2 separate regions of the Sus scrofa genome follow, and region 2 is linked to region 1. A link is a contact called in public HiChIP or PLAC-seq data. All regions are on one chromosome and are shown on one strand. Each heading gives the region's core, a stretch centred on a gene start, on an enhancer-like site or on the middle of the called end of the contact. The rest is flanking DNA. Distances are from core to core; before and after follow the strand shown. Region 1 holds the start of PI4KA (phosphatidylinositol 4-kinase alpha). Region 2 holds the start of LOC100153925 (mitotic-spindle organizing protein 2B).

The links. HiChIP or PLAC-seq counts read pairs in DNA pulled down with a chosen protein or histone mark.
Region 2: an H3K27ac HiChIP or PLAC-seq map of alveolar macrophages shows a contact between it and region 1. The contact joins the promoter of LOC100153925 here to the promoter of PI4KA in region 1. A contact is called at or near these places in 1 of 5 promoter capture datasets (liver), 1 of 47 Hi-C or Micro-C datasets (heart right ventricle) and 2 of 2 datasets of contacts at active chromatin or transcription factors (alveolar macrophages and skeletal muscle).

Annotation. Positions count from the first base shown.
Region 1 is chr14:50,487,779-50,494,490 of Sscrofa11.1, reverse strand. PI4KA (phosphatidylinositol 4-kinase alpha) reads left to right here and starts at 2,508. Exons shown (of 55, transcript XM_001929569.6): 1 at 2,508-2,706. The coding sequence starts at 2,557. It overlaps SNAP29 (synaptosomal-associated protein 29), which reads right to left and starts at 2,304. Exons shown (of 5, transcript XM_003132993.4): 1 at 1,925-2,304. The coding sequence starts at 2,161.
Region 2 is chr14:50,659,816-50,666,314 of Sscrofa11.1, reverse strand. LOC100153925 (mitotic-spindle organizing protein 2B) reads left to right here and starts at 1,766. Exons shown (of 3, transcript XM_001929600.2): 1 at 1,766-2,255; 2 at 2,348-2,496. The coding sequence starts at 2,092. It overlaps SMPD4 (sphingomyelin phosphodiesterase 4), which reads right to left and starts at 2,827. Exons shown (of 19, transcript XM_001929589.6): 1 at 1,552-2,827. The coding sequence starts at 1,626.

The DNA of each region.
Region 1 (6,712 bases), core at 1,259-3,758:
TGCTGAATCCTTAACCCACTGAGCAAGGCCAGGGATCGAACCCGCAACCTTATGGTTCCTGGTTGGATTCGTTAACCACTGAGCCACGATGGGAACTCAGAAAACTGTCCTGTTTTGGCACTGCATCAGGGCTGGGTGTCTGGCAAGCAATGACTAAGTTGAGAGGTTAGTTTAGCAGATGACTTGGGTCTGCTGAGACAGAGCTCACCTGCACCCTCCGTGGGGGTTTGGGGGGAATGAAAGAGTGATGAGAGAGATTCAAAGTCAATTTGGAGAGTGGTGGGGGAGAGGGGTGCTGACCATTCCTGCCTCCCAGGGCCTCTGATAATTGAGAACTGATTCAAACCAGGAAAAATTCAATGTGTAATCACATTGATGACAAAGCCTGTCACCAGCCCAGTCATGATCATGCTGTACTTCTCAGAGCAACACCTGGCTTGGCCACACCAAGCCTCACAGCCTGAGGTGCCACTCTGCCTTTGTTCTCACTGGTCCCCATTGCTAGGAGAAAGCCAACTTTGGGAGGCAGCAGGGGGCTTGTTACCACAATCAGTATGAAACAAGTCCATCCTGTTTTTGGTGCTCTTGACCTTCCCTCTGCCCACACCAGGTCCTAAGTTTCTCCTCCAGGCCCTTGCCCTGGAAGGCTTCCAGGCCATCACGTCCCTGCTCAGGAGCCCAGGAGCTGCAGTGTTTGGCCAGTGCCTTTGCATGGATCCTCTTTTCCCTGGGAACACCCTCTCCCTCCTCTTCCTCCTCCTATCTACACCTTAGCCTTAATAGCCAAATTCCAGTGTAACCTCTGCCACCATCTTCTACTGTATATCATTTTGATTTCCTACTTCATTTGTTTTCAGTTGCCAAATATGTCTTTTCAAGCAGTTCTTAGTTGGCTTCCTTGAGCTGGGGATCCTTAAGTGACCCACTCCTCTCAGGGCCCTAAGGCCTCAGGCATTCCTCCCAAATCTAAGTCGATACCTTCCACTGAGACTCGAATATAGGAACCAGTAGACATACGCTAAACTTCCTTGATGAGGCTGAAGACAGGCAGGTATGACAATGAGGGAGCCAGTAACTGGGAGAAGTGGGGAAGGGAAATAAGCCAAGCAAGTGGCTATGGGAGAATGATGCGATATACCTCAAAACTGTAAGTAACCAGGTCAGTAACTTTGCAGAGAAAAGAGTTAATGAAAAGACCCATGGGGTGAGACAAAGCTTTAGCTTCCAGAGCTACAAGTGCTTAAGATGAATCATTCCTAGCTGATATTGCTGTAACATGCTATTAAATTTTTAAAAACTTTAAAAAGGTCCAACTCTGAAATCGTCTATGAATGGAAAGAGGAACTGACAAAGATGAAACGGAGCAACAGATCATCACAGACCACACAGTGTCAGTCTCAGACACCTTCGTTTGTATTGGGAAGGGAAGGGAAGGGCTCCCCACTCTACTGGGCTCTGGCTCACTCAGCAGTCGTCCAGGCGGAGAACTCAACACACCTCAAGGCGAGGTGGAAAAGCCATCAGTTTCGGGGAAGAACTCAAGGCCCATTTCCTCGGATGCTTTCAGACACTAGCAGTCACAGTCCTTGCTAGGTCACTCTGGCAGGATTCAGCCTGGATGCTGCCCAGGAAATCGTGTAAGAGAAACACATTCTCCACTTCCCTAATCGGGTCTGCTATTCAGAACCTTTACTCGCCTAGATAGGCCAGGGCATGGAGATTGCCTGTGTACTAGAAGTAGAAAAAAAAGAAACTAGGCGACTAAGAGTTCAGCGAGGTTGCCGGAAGCAAACCGCCCCTTTCGAGTACTTTAGACTTTTCTTTACCGGGCTGACAGATCGTACCAACCTTCCAGCCGCTAAAGCGCTAGGACCCTTCCCAGCCCACTGGGCGACCCCAATAACACAGGGGACCGCGGACTCACCTCAGAAGAGGCGACTCCTATCCTCTCGGACTCGTACATGAGGGACAGGGACCTTCCCGTGCTGGCGACCGTGGCCTCGGCCCGGCGCAGCACCTCCTGCCGCAGGGCCTGCTGCCGGTCAGCGGGCGACTCGGGCCCGTCCGTGAGGTTGCGGGCATCAGTCCACGGCGCTGGCCGGGCGCCCTCGTCCTCCGCGTCATCATCGAACGGGTTATAGCTTCTGGGGTAGGCCGACATGGCGGCGGTGCTTGGCCCGCGGTGGGCCGGAGGAAGGGGGCGCGGCCGAGGTGAGGGGGGGCACTGGGGGCCGCGGGCTAGCCAAGGCCCCAGAGAAGCGTCGGTTCGCTTGCTGCCAGCACAGCGCGAGTTCTTTCCGCCTGCAGTGCGTAGAGGCCCCGCCTCCGGAGTCGACCATCGGGTCCCGCCACGGGGGGAAACCACGCCTCGCGCGCGGCACAGCGGCCGCCCTGCCCCCAACCCCCGCGGGCAGTGGAGCAGCCCGCGGCCACGCCCCACCGGTGTCAGCGAGGTCACGTGGTGGGGCGGCCGGATGAGGCCGCACCTGCGCTGTGGGCTCTGGCGCTCGCGGGCCGGTTGCGGAAAGCCGGCGGGTGGCGCCGCGGTGCGCGACGATGGCGGCGGCCGCGGCCCGGGGAAGCGGCGGCGGCGGCGCCGGCCCCGGCTCAGCCTCCGGCGCCGGCGCGTCGCGGGGCTTCTATTTCAACACAGTCCTGTCGCTGGCCCGCTCCTTGGCGGTGCAGAGGCCGGCTTCCTTGGAGAAGGTAGTTTGGCGGCCCAGTGCGGGCTGACAGGAGGAGGGGGCCGGGGCGCTGGAGGCGCGGCTGGGGTCTGCAGAGGCCGAGGTGGGCCTCGGCTGCCGGGGGCGCGAGGAGCTCGTGAAGGAGGCCGGTGCGGCAGGGGGCCGGCGGGCGTGTGGCGGGCGGGTGGTTGTGAGCTCCCGGCGGGCTAGGCCGGGGCCGCCTAGTGACACCGCTAGGCGGAGGCGGCGGGGGCCGTGGTCGAACCTGGGGTGGCCCCCGCTCGCCCTGCCTTTTTTTGGTGACTTTGGGCGCTGCCTTCCTCGGGGAAGGGGTGCTTGTAAGCGCTTTGTCCTTGGAGGTGAAGGGCGGTGGGGTAGTGTCGGGGAGCGCTTTCTGAAACGCAGGTCTGCTGCGCACTGTTTTCTTGCGAGATTAGAGGGGTCTTCAGACCGGGGAAGCGGGTGTTTGAAGAAAAAAGAACTCACCCCGGAGCGTTCCTTATCTTGGAGAGGGGGAGAGGCAGCCCCACGGATGCCTGGGATGGGGGGAAACAGCTTTTAGTTTGAGAAGGTACCTGCACTGTCGCTGTATGTCGTCTTGAACAAGTTACTTCAACCCTCGGAGCCTCTGTTTCCTTATCTGTGAAATGAAGTCGTTCTTGAGTTCTAGCATAACATGCCTGACAAAGAGTTGGACAGTAAAGGGCAGCTCCCCCATGCCACGTGTGTGTGATGAGACTCGATGCAATGTGTTAGCATTGAAGGGATGGGATGATTCTGCACAGCCTCCTGGCACATGGAAAGATTGTTGTCTGACAGTTGGGAGTGGCTCTGGTGCCCGGTGAAATCGTTTTAGGCACTTTAGCAGGCTGACCTAGGCCTTCCTTGGCTTTGTAGGTTCTCAAACTTGGAGGGTGAGCAGGGCCTGGAGACTGATGCCTACCTGACTTCTAATCAGAGGGCAAGTGCAATGGAAGGGAAAGAATACTGGTTGTAGAGATAGGATCACCTGAGTTTAAACCCTGTTTTTTGTTTTGTTTTGTTTTTGCTTTTTAGGGCCGCTTGTGCAGCATATGTAGGTTCCCAGGCTAGGGGTGGAATCAGAGCTGTAGCTGTTGGCCTATACCACAGCCACAGCAACGTAGGATCCAAGCTGTGTCTGTGACCTCCACCACAGGTCATGGCAATGGCGGATCCTTAACCCACTGAGTGAGGCCAGGGATGGAACCTGTGTTCATTCTCATGGATGCTAGTCAGATTTGTTTCTGCTGAGCCAAGATGGGAACGCCTAAACCCTAAATTCGCACGCATTGGTGTGACTCTGGGCAGCTGAGTTCCTCAGTCTGTCCCTCTGCTTTTTCCTGCAAAATACAAGGGTACACTCCTTGGTAAGAGTACTGTGAAGATTAACAGAATAACACAAATAAAGGCAGGCTTGTGAGTACATAATGGATGATCCCTGTTACCATTGCACGAGCCTGACTAATGGACCACAGTGCTGGTTTTACGGAAACAAATCCCTGCCAGCTGGTCAGCACATTCTCTTCTTAGTAGGAGGACCAAGGAGCACATCAGAAGTTTGCTTGCTGGGCTTGCAGGGAAGTGGATGAACTTGGAGGAGAGGGTCCTGCGGCTCCTGCAGTGGTGGCAGCCTTCCCCACTCAGGAACTGAAAAATGCACCTTCAGCTCTTCTTACCCTTTTCACCCTTCTGTACTAGTCACAAGAAGATTCTGCAGCTGCCACGTTGTTAGCTTTGTATCTTCTGGAACTGCTTAGATTGTCAAGATAAATGTTTTTCAACTGATTAATCCAGCATTTTGGTCCCTGGCTCCCTAATAGCTCTTACTCTGGGAGCTACTTTAGTTTCATTGGCTCATTTACAGCCAATTCTGGAAAGAGTTAAGAGAACAGGCCTGAGGCTGCTGTCCTCAGAAGGGTTTGCCTGCAAGGTTGGCCTGGCTGGCATCAGGAAATTTGCTCTTGAACTGCTCAGTTCTTATGCTAACTGATAAGGGTGATTCACACTGTCTAGACTCTGTTGGAGCAGTATGGTTTATGTTGAAGTCCTGCTTTCCCTCAGGAATCTGGAATCTAAGCAGGCAGGGCCTAAGTGACCAGCCTTCAGTAAAAACCTTGGGGGCTGTGTCTCTAGTGGACTTCTGCAGGCACAAATATTATACCAGCATTGTTTGCTGCTATACAGGGGAAATGAGAGGAGGGTTTCTCCAGATCCCATCTGTAGGTTTTCCCCTGCGGGTATCTGCACTGTAATGAACTTTAACCATGAGTATGACTGTGTACATGTGTGAGTCTTGGGGACCCCGAAACAACTCCCTTCTCAGAAGAGGCTTCTGTAGGTGGCTGGTTCCAACAACCATGTAAATTTCATTTAGTCCTATATGTCTGCTTACTACATTCCCCTACTTCTTTTTTTTTTTTCTTTTTTCTTTTTAGGGCCACACCTGTGACATATGGAGGTTCCCAGTTTAGGGGTCTAATCAAAGGTACAGCCGCCGGCCTACACCACAGCCACTCCAGATCCTAGCCGAGTCTACGACCTACACCACATCTCATGGCAACGCCAGATCTTTAACCCACTGAGCAAGGCCAGGGATTGAACCCGAAACCTCATGGTTCCTAGTCAGATTCCTTTCCACTGTGCTGCGATAGGCACTCCTACCCTCCCCTACCTTAGAACAATTAACAAGAAGTCCTTAGTATTCCTAAGGAAAAGATTCTTGAGGTTCTTAAGAGTAAAGGCCCTTCTGGCTGGTCCGAGTGCAGTGGTGTTTACAATTAATTGATCACAGCCAGTTACAGATTTCTTGGAGTTCCCGTTGTGGCTCAGTGGTTAACGAATCCGACTAGGAACCATGAGGTTTCAGGTTCAATCCCTGGCCTTGCTCAGTGGGTTAAGGATTCAGTGTTGCCATGAGCGGTGGTATAGGTCCCAGATGCGGCTGGGATCCTGAGTTGCTGTGGTGTAGGCCGGTGTCTACAGCTCTGATTGCACCCCTAGCCTGGGAACCTCCATATGCTGTGGGAAGTGGCCCTAGAAAAGGCAAGAAGACAAGACAAAAAAAAAAAAAAAGAGTAAAGGCCCTTCTGGGTATGATCTAGGGTAAGAAAGATGGGGACCTAAGAGGGGAGATGACCGTTGACTCCTTTTTTGTTTTTTTGCCCACTCCTGCAGCTTATGGAAGTTCCTGGGTCAGGGACTGAACTCTCGCCAGAGCAGTGACCCACACTAAGCAGTGACAACTCTAGATCGTTATTTTTGTTTCTCTCTCCCTTATTTTTTCCAGAGAGGAGGAAGAGGCAGGGGACTGAGTGGGCCTGGTGTAGATGGGGTTGACCCAAGGAAGGCTATTTTCTGAACTAGGCCTGACACCTCAGCTCAGACATGGGCTCTTAGGCAGTCTGACACGTTTTTAGTGGCACCTGGGCGCATTAATACCATAATGTTCTCTGCCTCTTACCTTGTTACACCACAGTGGGGTTGATTTGACTTACTCCTTTTACCTACTCTAAGCCCAGGCTGAGAAACCAAACCTATCACTACTCAGTGCCTTTTATTTGTTAATTCCTTAATTTGCTCTTTCACTCAGAAAACAGTTATTATTGAGCAATTAATTGATACATATTAGGCCAGGTAAATAAGATACTCCTGAAATTTCTTTGGTGCTGCAGGTTAAGGATCCAGCATTGCTGCAGCTGTGCCTGGGATTCGATGCCTGGAACTTCCATTTGCCCTAGGTGTGGCTGAAAAAGAAAAAATGAACTCCTAATTTGGTTGCTCAGGTGACCAACAAGAAGTCGGATTTGTTTCAAGTTCCCATTTACTCCTGCATCACAGGTCTGGTGACCAGACTCCTGCCCTGTTCATCCCTGGGCATTCTTGTCTGAACTTTGACCTTTTTTTGCTAGGCTGTCCCTAAGACTGGAGCCCCAGCCCTGAGGGTCACCCCTGGGCTTTCTGCTCATCTCTGAACACACCCTCTGAGGCCTTCTCAGCTTTCAGCTCTC
Region 2 (6,499 bases), core at 517-3,016, 170 kb before region 1:
GTATGCTTGCAATGGAAAATTAGCAGAGCCTAACCACCTCCTGCATCGATAATTCATTGATATGTTTCTCTCCTTTTTTTTCTTCTCTTTTTAAGGCCAGGCTAGGGGCTGAATTGGAGCTGCGGCCGTTGGCCTATACCACACCCACAGCAACAGGGTACCTGAGTTGAACTTGCAACCTACACCGCACCCTGAAGCAATGCTGGATCCTTAACCCACTGAGTGAGGCCGGGAATCAAATTTGCATCGTCACTGACACTACGTTGGGTTCTTAACCCACTAAGCCACAACAGGAACTCCTTTTTTCCTCTTAACAACTGTCAAGAAGCTTTTTTTTTTTTTTTTTTTTTTTTTTTTTGTCTTTTTGCTATTTCTTTGGGCCGCTCCCGTGGCATATGGAGGTTCCCAGGCTAGGGGTCGAATCGGAGCCACAGCCACTGGCCTACGCCAGAGCCACAGCAACGCGGGATCCGAGCCGCGTCTGCAACCTACACCACAGCTCACGGCAACGCCAGATCATTAACCCACTGAGCAAGGGCAGGGACCGAACCTGCAACCTCATGGTTCCTAGTCGGATTCGTTAACCCCTGCGCCACGACGGAACTCCCCCTGTCAAGAATCTTAAAGAATTGGTCCTGGGACACCAGCTGGTCTTCTCCCCGGGTGCCAGCCTTCCTTTCTACCAACACTTTTGGCTTTCCAGCAGTGTGAGCAGCCCAACCTGAGTTCGGTAACACCGAGTCTGTTCAACTCTTAATTAAACTAGCTATCAGTTTCCGTTTCAAGGAAGACAAAATGCTTAAGCCCTGAACCAAGTGGTCAAGAGAACATTGTGCACTATTCCAAAATGACCAAAGCAGAATAAAACCCTGAACTGTTTGCAAAGGGCAGAGGTTTGGAGATGATAAGGTGAAATTAGCTCCTTGCTCACAGTCTGCAGAGGCAGCGGCTGAAGGAATGAGTCCTAGGCGCCCAATCAGGGTGTTTCGGGGAGAGAGGAGCGTCTCTCCGCCCCGGTTCTCGCTGCTGCGTCCCTCTGCGCCGTGCACCAAGCCTGAACTTCGCCCCCGCCACCTCCGCCCTCGCTGCCTTCAAGAGAGGATCCCGACCTGGTTTCAGGGTTCCTCCTGGGACCCGCAGCGCCAGTAGCGCCAGTCTTGCCAGGGCCTCCCTCTGCCCGCGCGCTGGAAGAAAGGCGTGCTCCCATCTGCTGCTCATGACAAGGGAGCATCTGGGCCCTCATGTCACAGACAAGGAACCCAAGTCTCCGCAAAGCCAGTCCACACGGGGAGGAAAGATAGAGCCGGGATCCACCCCTGCTCTCTCCACACCGCTCGCTGAGCCGCAGGCTCTCCCCGCTCCACTTCGTTCAGCGAACGTTAACCGAGCGCCCACAAGGTCGGGGCGCGCGGGAAGGCGCAGCTGGGCCCCGGCTCCCGGCCGGCCCAGCCCGAGGCCCGGGGCTCGCGTAGGAACGGAGACGGCTCGGGCAGAGGGTCTAGGTGGCCGCCAGGTAATTGGGATAGACCACGCGCGACTCCCGCCACTCACCTGAGAGACCCACAGGGTCGCTCGCTTTAGGGATGGAGGCCGCCATTCGGCGAACCGGCGCCGAAATGTCGTCATCAAGCTGCGCGTGGCGTCACCTCCCCTTTACAAACGGGAAAAGCGCCGCTTTCTCTTTGGGCTGCTTCTTTAAAAGGCGCGTGCGCAAAGTGTAGTCCCGTGGGTTTATGGGACCGCAAGGGGGCGCCCACCTAGGAAAAGAGCGCGCGTGCACGTAAGGCCTGTGCGTTACTGCCTAGAGGCGCGCCTCCTACCGGACCCGGCGCGAAACAGTACACTCTGGGTCCAACGGGCATTTATTGATCGCCCACGGTATGCCAGCGTGAGATACTCTGGATGCCGTCACCGCCGTGAGAGCGTAGAGAAGACCAGTCGCCGAAGAGCGGGTCTCCTTCCAACGCCCGGCGCCGCCCGGGCCCGGATCTGAGCGCCGGATGGCAGGGGAGCTGCTGGGAGAGGAGGGCGCGGCGGGCCGGTAGGGGGCGCGGCGGGGCTGTACCGGGTGGGGGACCCAGCCGCAAGCAGATGGCGGCGCCAGGCGCGGGGCCCGGGCCGGGGGCGCCACCAGGGCTGGAAGCGGCCCTACAGAAGCTGGCGCTGCGGCGGAAGAAGGTGCTGAGCGCCGAGGAGACGGAGCTGTTCGAGCTGGCTCAGGCTGCGGGCGGCGCCATGGACCCCGAAGTGTTCAAGTGAGCGCGCGGCGGAGTCGGGTTTCGGGGTTCCGGGGGACTGACGGCCCGGGCGAGGAAGGCTCACCGCGCGCCGGGTCTGTTCTCTCTAGGATCCTGGTGGACCTGCTAAAGCTGAACGTGGCGCCCCTCGCCGTATTCCAGATGCTGAAGTCCATGTGCGCTGGGCAGCGGCTGGCGAGCGAGCCCCAAGACCCCGTGGCCGTGCCCCTGCCCACGACCAGCGTGCCTGAGACCCGAGGTCAGAGCTGGGCCTGGGCGGCGGGTGTAGGGCGGGAGCGGGAGGTGGGCAGTGCCTGGCACATCGGGGCTTGCTTAGCCCTGAGTAGCCAGGCTTTTCTGTTGCTTTTGTCCCGGGACTGCTCCAAGGGCTGGCCCTTTGGGCTCCTGTCCCCAGCTTCAACTTTGCTACCACCTTCGAGGATGCACATCCAGATCAGGTAGATGCAGGATGGGTGGCCAAAGCAGACCAGGCCTCCTCTGGGACTTGTGTACACTGGCGTCTTGCCACCTCTGCATTCCTGTCTTCATCCCATGAACATGGAAACAAAGTGGCTTTGGTTCCTGTTCTCGTGGCACTTGTCGCCTCAACTGAAGAGACCTTCCTGCGCCCCCTTGTCTGCACCCTACCCGGCCCAAGTCCTGCCCAGGAGTCCCAACAGCTAAGCTTCCATCCTTGGGGCTGCAGATGGACCTCAGTCTGGACCGTCATGGCTGAGAAATGAGCAAGTGCTGGTGACCAGGGTGACGTGGTGGAGCTCTTACTCTCCTTGCTTGTCACTTCTGCTCCCAATTTTTAGAAACCCTCTGAAAGGCAGCAGAACCTTGGCCAGAAACACCCTGAGAAGGGGCTGATATTGGGTGGAGGGGCAGTCAGGCCCTGTGGGTGGGAGCGCCAGGGCCCCAGGCACTGTGCCCCCATTCTGAGAGGCCTTGAGTGCTGGAGTGCAGGCCTCCTCACTGATGTACACTGTCTGCTCTCTTTGTGTCTCTCTCCGACCTCCAGAGGCCTCCTTTCTCTCTGCCAAGAACTGTACCCCCCCTGCAAGGCCCTCCTTTTCCTCGGCCCGGCAGACTGCGGCCTCTCCGATTCTGCTCCACGGCCCAGCTGCCTCGCACTCGCCTCTCTCTCCAGGGCCCCCCGGTTCCCTCCGGTTCTCTTGCTGCCTGTTCTCTCCTTTTGAAGGTTGCGTTTATTAGTTTATCTCTGGGGGTTGGTGCTCTCTCCTGTTTCCACGGAAACTACCATGGCCCCCAGAAAGCTAGAGCAGCATTGAGCTGCAAGAGCAGGACCTGGCTGGCCATCCCACCATGCAGCTTAGTGACAGCAGTGATGGGCCCAACCTCCCTCTTCCCAGAGGCTAACTACCGGTATGACTTGTGTGCTCTGCGGAGGTGCCCTGGCCCCAGGGGAGGACACCTGAGGGTCGGGGAAGGGACAGTTCGCGCTGTGGAGAGTAAAGCCTGAGGTGAGAGGGACACCTGCATTCTTAGATACTGTCACCCCCTGGACTTGCTGCCTGGGAGGTCAGACCATGGGTCCCTTCTTCTCCCTGGTTCCTGAGCTGGGGGTGCCCTCCAGGCACGGTGAGGCTGGGGGCCCAGAGCCAGCTGTCTATGAGGGTGTGAGATCCCATGGGTGCCCCTCCCCATATCACCCACCTTGCTGTTCCAGGTATGCTTGGAGCTTGGGCCAGGGGAGCAGAGGAGGAGCCGAGAGGCAGGTGGACTAAAGGCGAGTTTGCAGAGGGAGGGAAAGACCAGGGCAGAGAACTTCTATTGCTGCTCCTTGGCTTAGTGACAGGGTACCAGGCCCACTCAGTGCTGAGGGCATAGTGGGGCTGCAAGGTGGACTGGCTCTTGGTCCAGTGAGGGAGATGGCCAGACAGACAGTGGCAAAGGCAGAGGACAGTGCAGCCCATCCAATTGTGGAGGACAGCACTGGCTTAGCTAGTGCAGCAAGGGCTAAGCAGGGTGGGGGCAGGGCCTGAGCTGGGGCCTGGTGGGAGGGAGAGGGAGGAGGGTTTGGGCAGCAGGTGTGTTGGGTGCAGGGCTGGGAGCACCACAGAGGGCTTGGAGGTGGCAAAGCCCCAGGCCAGGGTCAGGAGAGGCATGGGGCGCTGGGCCCCACAGAGTTGTTTCTACTTGAGGGCTCTGGCTTTGGGTCCTGCTGGTCTGGGCAGCCACCCACCCAAGTATGAGGACACAGAGCCCCTGGGGAGGTGCCCAGTGGGGATAGAGGGCAGGTGAAGGGCTGTGCAGGAAGAGGCAGAGGCCAGCCATGAGCTAGAGCTCTCTGGGGCTGCAGGTCATTGTCCACACAGACCTCTGGTCCCCTGGGTAATGGCAGGATCTGGGGTGGAAAAAGTAAGGAACCTTGTCAGAGTGAGTACTGATTGACTGGGGGGCACCTTGGTGGCCTAGGCTGCTGAGGGGTGGAATGGGAATGTTCAGGCCAGTTGGCCTTGGGCCTCCCACAAAATTAGGGTGAGGTTGCTCCAGATCAAAGGCTGGAACCCACTTAGGGGCCTGGCTGTCCAGCACAGAGAGGTTGTTTCTGCTCCGAGTACAGTGGGGTGATGCTTATCTCAGAGAGGACACAGTCTCTGAGTGAAGTTAGCTTCAGTTATGTGTTTTTTGTTGAAGTTGAGGGAAACCACACATTTTAAAAAGACCTGCAGTTCTCTTGTAGTTTAGTGGGTTACGGATCCAGCGTGGTCACTGCAGCAACCTGGGTTTGGTCCCTGGTTCTCTGGCCCAGGAATTTCCACGTGTTGTGTGTGCAGCTAAAAAAAAAAAAAAAAAAAAAAAAAAAAAAGTGCCCCAGAAAGGGGAAGGTGGAGTATGGTGTGCACACCACATGCCAGCACTGGCAGGCATTGGCACCAGATGGGAACAGACACCTCATGGATAATTTTCTTGCTGATTACAGGCTGCAATGATGTATTGGGGTCTTTCGAGTAAATTAAAGTATTGAAGTTAATTTTCTGTTTCTTTCTTTTTAATGTGGCTCCTAGAAAGTTAAGGAGCCACAAGTGGCTTGCAGCCCATTTCTGGGGCTGTGTGCCTGGCAGGATCACAGGGCACATCTACTTGGGGTCACCTCCCCAGAAGCTTGGGCTAAGTGAAGGGTTAAAGTACATGTTTGCAGTCAACACTGTGCATCAGTCTATGTGTGTACATGTTTTAGAAGTGCTGATTGAGCTCCTGCTGTGTGCTATCCACCCACCCGCCTGGCCACCAGACCCTTCCAGCTGGCCTTGCAGACAGTGGGGCTGTGGTATTTTCTTTCCCTCAGTCCTCACCCACCTGTCTCCCTGCCCTTCTGCACACAATGTGCCTTCCGTGATATTTGGCCTTGGCAGCTGGCTGGCCTGTGGCTCCAGGAGGTGGCACACCCACCCCTCAGGAGAGAGTGCTCTGGGGCTTTGAATAGTTCTTCCTGCTCAGCTCTGTGGCAGAGCTTGCAGATGGCATGAGTTGGGGGCCAGGGGGCCATTCCAAAGGTAAATGGCAGAGTAGGTCCCACTGGGTCTGGGTGGCCCCCCAGCTTCAGGAGGCCCCTGAGTCATAGGTGGCCATGGGCTGGTGCATTTGGCGGTTTTGCTTCATTAGGGGGTCGTCCAACACCAAGTGGCCACAGCTGATTTTAGAGGTAGAAGAGCAAGCCAGACTATTTTTAACATTCAATAACCTTGAATTCCTGTTATGATGCAGTGGAAATGAACCTGGATAGTATCCATGAGGATGTGGGTTCGATCCCTGGTCCTGCTCAGTGGCTCAAGAATCTGGAGTTGTTGTGAGCTGTGGTGTAGGTCACAGACATGGCTTGGGTCCTGCGTCAGTGTACTGTGGCACAGGCCAGCAGCTGTAGCTCTGATTTGACCCCTAGCCTGGGAGCTTCCATATGCTGTGGTGTGGTCCTAAAAAGGAAAAAAAAAAAAAAATTCAGTGACCTTTGTCAGTCTTTGACCCTTAAGAGGGCATCACTGGGAGCAGATCCCTACTGCTTACCACCCCAGCCTGTGGTCACCTTGGCACAGTCTCAACCTTCCTTCCATGCCACATGACCCCTAATAACCCTGTCAGGAAGGAGCTGGGGCCAGTGTGACTAGCTCCTAAAAGCTATGCTCAGGGGCCCCTAGGCATGCAGGGCCTGACTCACCCTGCCCAGCCTGGGGGAGTAGGGGTGGCCTAGGGAGGGCACTCATGTGATGGAAGACTGCGGCGAGGTGGGTCCTGTG